2 separate regions of the Sus scrofa genome follow, and region 1 is linked to region 2. The links are chromatin contacts, called in public Hi-C maps. All regions are on one chromosome and are shown on one strand. Each heading gives the region's core, a stretch centred on a gene start, on an enhancer-like site or on the middle of the called end of the contact. The rest is flanking DNA. Distances are from core to core; before and after follow the strand shown. Region 1 has its middle 15 kb from the start of ASB4. Region 2 holds the start of PON3 (paraoxonase 3).

Evidence for each region. Hi-C and Micro-C count contacts between places; a contact is called where the count stands out from the background.
Region 1: a Hi-C map of liver shows a contact between it and region 2, with 2.0 times the contacts expected there. The contact joins the enhancer-like site here to the promoter of PON3 in region 2. A contact is called at or near these places in 1 of 5 promoter capture datasets (liver), 7 of 47 Hi-C or Micro-C datasets (epiblast stem cells, heart right ventricle, liver and 2 more) and 1 of 2 datasets of contacts at active chromatin or transcription factors (skeletal muscle).

What each region holds. Positions count from the first base shown.
Region 1 is chr9:75,093,577-75,096,276 of Sscrofa11.1, reverse strand. No RefSeq gene overlaps it. Among named protein-coding and RNA genes, the nearest start is that of ASB4, 15 kb to the left of the region's middle. Within about 2 kb of position 1,291, at least 8 of the 83 cell types and tissues checked have an H3K27ac peak or open chromatin away from gene starts, as enhancers often do. A contact at or near this core is called in liver, where this site is marked.
Region 2 is chr9:75,016,638-75,019,339 of Sscrofa11.1, reverse strand. PON3 (paraoxonase 3) reads left to right here and starts at 1,398. Exons shown (of 10, transcript NM_001044604.1): 1 at 1,398-1,526; 2 at 1,680-1,785. The coding sequence starts at 1,712.

The sequences.
Region 1 (2,700 bases), core at 42-2,541, 77 kb before region 2:
AGAAAGAAAAGAAAACTCCAAATTACAAAAGCATTCACAATAGGATCTGTATTCTATAGGCTCTTTCAGGTTGCAAGAGCAATGGAGACCAATCGTGCTTTCCTCATTAATGGGGGTTTTTTGTGAGGACAAACAGGATGCAGACGCAGCAGCTGCACACACAGCCGGCCCCACGGGGAACTCCTTGCTGTCTGTTATTGTCCTGGATGAACCTGTAGCTCCTATGGCCCTGCAGCTGCTCTCCTGACTTAACTGCTCACCCTCTCTGTGCCTCCAGCCCTTCACCTTTAAAATGGAGATCACCATAATACCTACCTCACTGGCCTGTTGTGAGGATTAACTAGGTTGACACACGTAAAGCTCTTACAAGGAGTGTTTGGGGCATAGTAAATGCTAGAAGATGTTGGCTGTCATTATGAATTCAGTGTAGCCCCCAGATCTCCTTGAATGTGAGGGTTCTGGCTCCTCTGAATGATACAGAGGCACAAAATTCCCTTTTTGTCTTCTCTCAGAAGCAGGCTTTTTTCCCTCATGGTTTCTGCTCACTGGTATCATTACTGCCCTGGTAGAGAGAATCAGCTCACTACCCTTTGCTTCAAAAAAGGCCTTGGGAACCAGTGATTCCATGGACGTTCGCCACTGGTGAGCAATCATTTATTCCAGTGCCAGACTGCTGGAAGATTGAGAGAGGAAATGGAGGACTTATCAGACCAGCTTCTCTCTAAGTTTAGGCAAACCTTGGCTTAACTATAAGATGGCTAAATTCTGCAAACACTGTGAGATGGGAAATAGAAATTTCTAGGGGGGGAGTTCCCGTCGTGGCGCAGTGGTTAACGAATCCGACTAGGAACCGTGAGGTTGCGGGTTCGGTCCCTGCCCTTGCTCAGTGGGTTAACGATCCCGCGTTGCCGTGAGCTGTGGTGTAGGTTGCAGACGCGGCTCGGATCCCGCGTTGCTGTGGCTCTGGCGTAGGCCGGTGGCTACAGCTCCGATTCAACCCCTAGCCTGGGAACCTCCATATGCCGCGGGAGAGGCCCAAGAAATAGCAACAATAACAACAACAACAACAAAAAGACAAAAAAGACAAAAAAAAAAAAAAAAAAAAAAGAAATTTCTAGGGGGACCAAAGCTGAAATTTTATTCTTGGACCCATGTGACTCTGCAGGAATACTCCTTGGGGCCAACTGCAAACTAGCTGAGGCTCTCTGCAAAAAGGCTCTCTTGCAGTTAACCCTGCTGTTGAATTTGGAGCCTGTCCTGAGCCTTCTTCCTCCAGGCTATGCACGTGGACCTTGGCAGAACATCCTCAAAACCCCTATTAGTGAGAGCTGACTGCTCTCCCCTGTGAACACAAGTATTACATTGCAGTGAAATGCAAATCCAGATTTATGGCACTGTGGTTCCAGAGGAATCACAGAGATACAGAATCTTGTCTCCCCCGGTAAATTGGAGCTACAAACTTTTCCAGATTGCTCAGGATTCTGCACAGGAATGGCCACATAATTTGTAAGGCCCAGTGCAAAATGAAAGGATGGGATTTTTTTGTTCAAAAATCATTAAGACGTCCAAGATGATAACAAGAGAACATTAATCCAAGTACAGGATCTTTCAGGACACAGGGCCATGGGCAACTGCCCAACTCACATGCCTGTGAAGCTAGATCTGATTCCAGATGTCATTGAAAAATGCTATTTTTCATTGTGGTTTAAACACATCCTATGGCCTATGGGGAGAGAATAAGAGTACAGACATCAACCCTGTTCCTGCAATTCCTGCAGCCCTGAGGACAACCATCTGATTCTATCGGATGGGGGTAGAATCAAAATGAGGCAGGTTGCTGAGCCCCTGCTGAGCTTTATTACTGATATTGTGAGTCCTCCTGCCCACCACCACACACCCACACACCACTCTGCTAGCAGTCTGAGGACACTTGCACTCCCCCTCTAGTCTTTGTGGTTTCTGCTTTGCATCCACTAAGAGATCGAATGGTATAGTGCTTGAAACCACAGACTCAATACCACTGCTAGTTATGCAACCTTGGGCAAGTTATCAGTTTCTTCAAGTATCAAATGTGAATAATAGCAGTAGCTAAGAAAGCATAATAATGTTAGTACTCATAAAATACTTGTAATTGTCCCAGGTACACAATAAACGCTCTACAGATCTTAGCTGTTATTAACCTGCCACTTTTGTCCAGTTGTACCAATTCTTCTATCGCCACCACCACTGTTCTCTGGACTCCTACTAAAGTCCATGCTGGAGCATTACTCAATTGAGACAAGAGAGCACTAGGTCAGGACTTCAAAGTCATTAAGGATCAAAATGTAGATATTTGTTTATACTTCCAAATGAGGTTAGTTACATACATTCCAAGAGACACACTGATAGCAATGGAGGACCTCTGTTTCTCTTACAAAAGTAATTGCTAAATGTAAATATTTTAAGTTCAGTACAATCCTACTTTGGTATTTCTTCATTTTTTAAATATACTGGGGCCTGAAGGAATGGAGGGGGCCTCTTCAGCAATGTCAAAGGTCCTTGACACAGCCACTCCTGACCTTCCTCCTCTTTCCATTAATTAGAAGGGCAAGAAATGGAATCCACATTATTTTGCAAATGAGGAAGCCCACAGGAAAGAGATGGGAAAATAACACGGGCCCCAGAGCAAGAGGCTGGGGATCAAAACTGACTCAAACTGCA
Region 2 (2,702 bases), core at 149-2,648:
CTTCCCTTATTTGTAAAGTGAGGATAATAAGAAGTAATGATGAAGCATGCAAAATATTTAGCGCATAAGACAATTATTTCTATTTCATCGTCCACTCCATTTCTTTTTATTTTTCCAATTTTTCCTTCACCCAAGTCCATATCTTACAGTCATCCACCTAATCAATTTTTAGAGAGCAGCTACAAAGCACAAAGATCTATGACTAGCACTGGAAGACCTAGTGATCAATGGCATAGGGGTCTCTCCCTATAACTAGCCTAAACTCTCATGTGGAGGTTCAGATCTAAATGATAGTTAATGCTTATTGGCTTCTTACAATGTACCAAGCACAGTGGTGAGCATTTTGCATTCATCATAACATTTTGACTTTAAACCACCTATGAGGCAGATGTTCTTTTACAAAAGAAGACTCTGCAGTGTTGGAAAGTCAAGCACCTTATCCAGGCTGGATCCAGCCCAGGCAGCATGAGCCCCAAACCCTGCATGCATGCCTGCACCACACCTCCTGGTGCCTCAGCTTTGGGAGCACTCCGATCTTCACATCTCTCCTCTTATTTGTCCTCAGGAAAATAGCATTCAATCCCTCCTTTGCCTGAATTCTTTTAAAATTAATCATCTTAAAAATAATTATCTTATCAATACAACTCCAGATGTTACAGTGTTCCTTCAGGTAGCCTCTTTTCCACAGCTTTAATAGAAGCAGCACAGTTAAGGAAAGGCACAGACTCTGGAGCCAGACTGCCTGACTCTGCAGCTGTGTGACCTAGGGCAAGTTATACAGCTACTCTGTGCCTCGGATTTCTCACCTATAAAACTGGGATGTTACCTACCTCAGAGAAGTACTGAGAATCAAAAATTAACACAGGAAAAGTTCTAGACACAATGCAACGCATACAGCAGTTGCTACAGAAACAAATCCCTCCCCCCCCAATTTTGCTCATCTTAATGTTACCTATTCTATTTCTTTCTTTTCCTTCACTTCTGATTTTTCTTATCCCAAATGCTGGGAGCAGATATATTCACAAATCTGCCAAGTCAACAAATTGAACAGGGTGCCCATCACAGTCAGCATTCAGAGGCAGGGCACAAAGCCATAGGATAAGGTCCTGTGCTCCAAATCTTGGAGAAGGGTGAGTTAAAGCTCTTCCCTTCGATTACTTTCATTTATCATCCTACCTGTGTCTAGGCATCAATTCTCCACCATCTCATATTACTCCTTGCCTTCCACCAACGCGAAGTTTCAGGCCCTCAACATTAGCTCCCCTCTTTCCTGGCCCCCCTCCCCACCCCCATTCCCCTTTCAGTCCTCTGACGGACCAGAGGTCCAAGTTCGTAGCTTTTGGCAGCAAACTCCCTCTATTCTCCTGCCAACAAGTAGGATGTTGCCAAAGCTGCTAAGAGAACCAGCCCTGAATCCAGGGCTCCAGGCTCTTGAGCCTTGATTTAAAAAAAAGAAAAGAAAGGGGAAAAAAAGGATTCCTTCAATTAAGATTAAAGGTTTCCTTGAACCTCCCAGGAGGGTCAAGGTGACCTTGAGCCCCAGGCTGTAGGGCGGGGCGGGGCGGGGCAACCCCCTGACAGGGCCCTGGCAGCTCACCTGCTCCTCCACGGAGGCAAGACAGCGGGCCGGGGCGGGCTGGGCGTTAAGGCAGGCGCCTGTCCACTGCTTCTTCCCCCAGGGCTCTGCCTGGCTCATTGCTGCTCAAGGATCATGGGGAAGCTGGTGGCTCTGACTCTGCTGGGCGCCTTCCTAGCCTTAATCGGGGAGAGATTAGTGGCATTAAGGTAAATTGGCATCTTAGTGAGAGTATCCTTGGCTCTTTCCTCTTGCACTTTAGGGTAAGCGCTGTCGCATGCTGCCTTTCTAAAGCTTAAGAATGTGCAGTCTGGGGACTCCTCAATTCCAGGGATGTGAAAACTGAGCTGACTTCTTGCCTTTCTTGAAATGATAAGGCAGAAATGCCCCAATTTATTTCCTGAAAGCCAGGACCCCTTTCCCACGTCGCCCTCAGCATTCTGCTCCTAAACAAACTAAATCTGCTGGAAGCGCTGGACTTGGGCGAGCCGACCAGGCTACCAGCTGGACGTTTACTGCTGACTGAGAGGTTGCCCAAAGGCCAGAAGAACATTGAGGAGTACTGGGTTACAGAATTTATCCCAGATTAAAAGAGCTAGTCAGAGGAAAATAAACTGAAACCTGAGGGGCTAACTAGCATTTTGTAGGTACCTGACCTCACCTTTGAAAGTGGACCATCTACAGTGATAGACATACCAGAAATATCTCAGGAAAATTTAATACGGGACTAGTAAAAAGAAATGTTAGGCAATAATATGCATTTCTGAATGGATCTATCAGCCTCTACTTGCCTTCACTTGTCTTTGTGTTGCTTTTATTTATCTAAGTAGAAGCTGGCCACCTCAGAAGTTCACATCTAGAATCCACTGAGAAGCCTGACGCCTTTTGATAGTACTTTCTAGTTTGGCTTGAGAGAGTTTATTACTACATTTGCTCCCAGTGAACCCAAGTGATTTATAAAAAAAATAATAATAATAATTATAAAGTAGTTCTAAGGCATATTTTTAAGTGACAGTAAGATAAGTCTAAGTGTAGAATCTTCCTGAATACAGTTTAATAAAAATGTACAATTGTTCCTGATATTTAGAAGAATGTTTCACTGTGGAAATAACACTATATTCAAAAA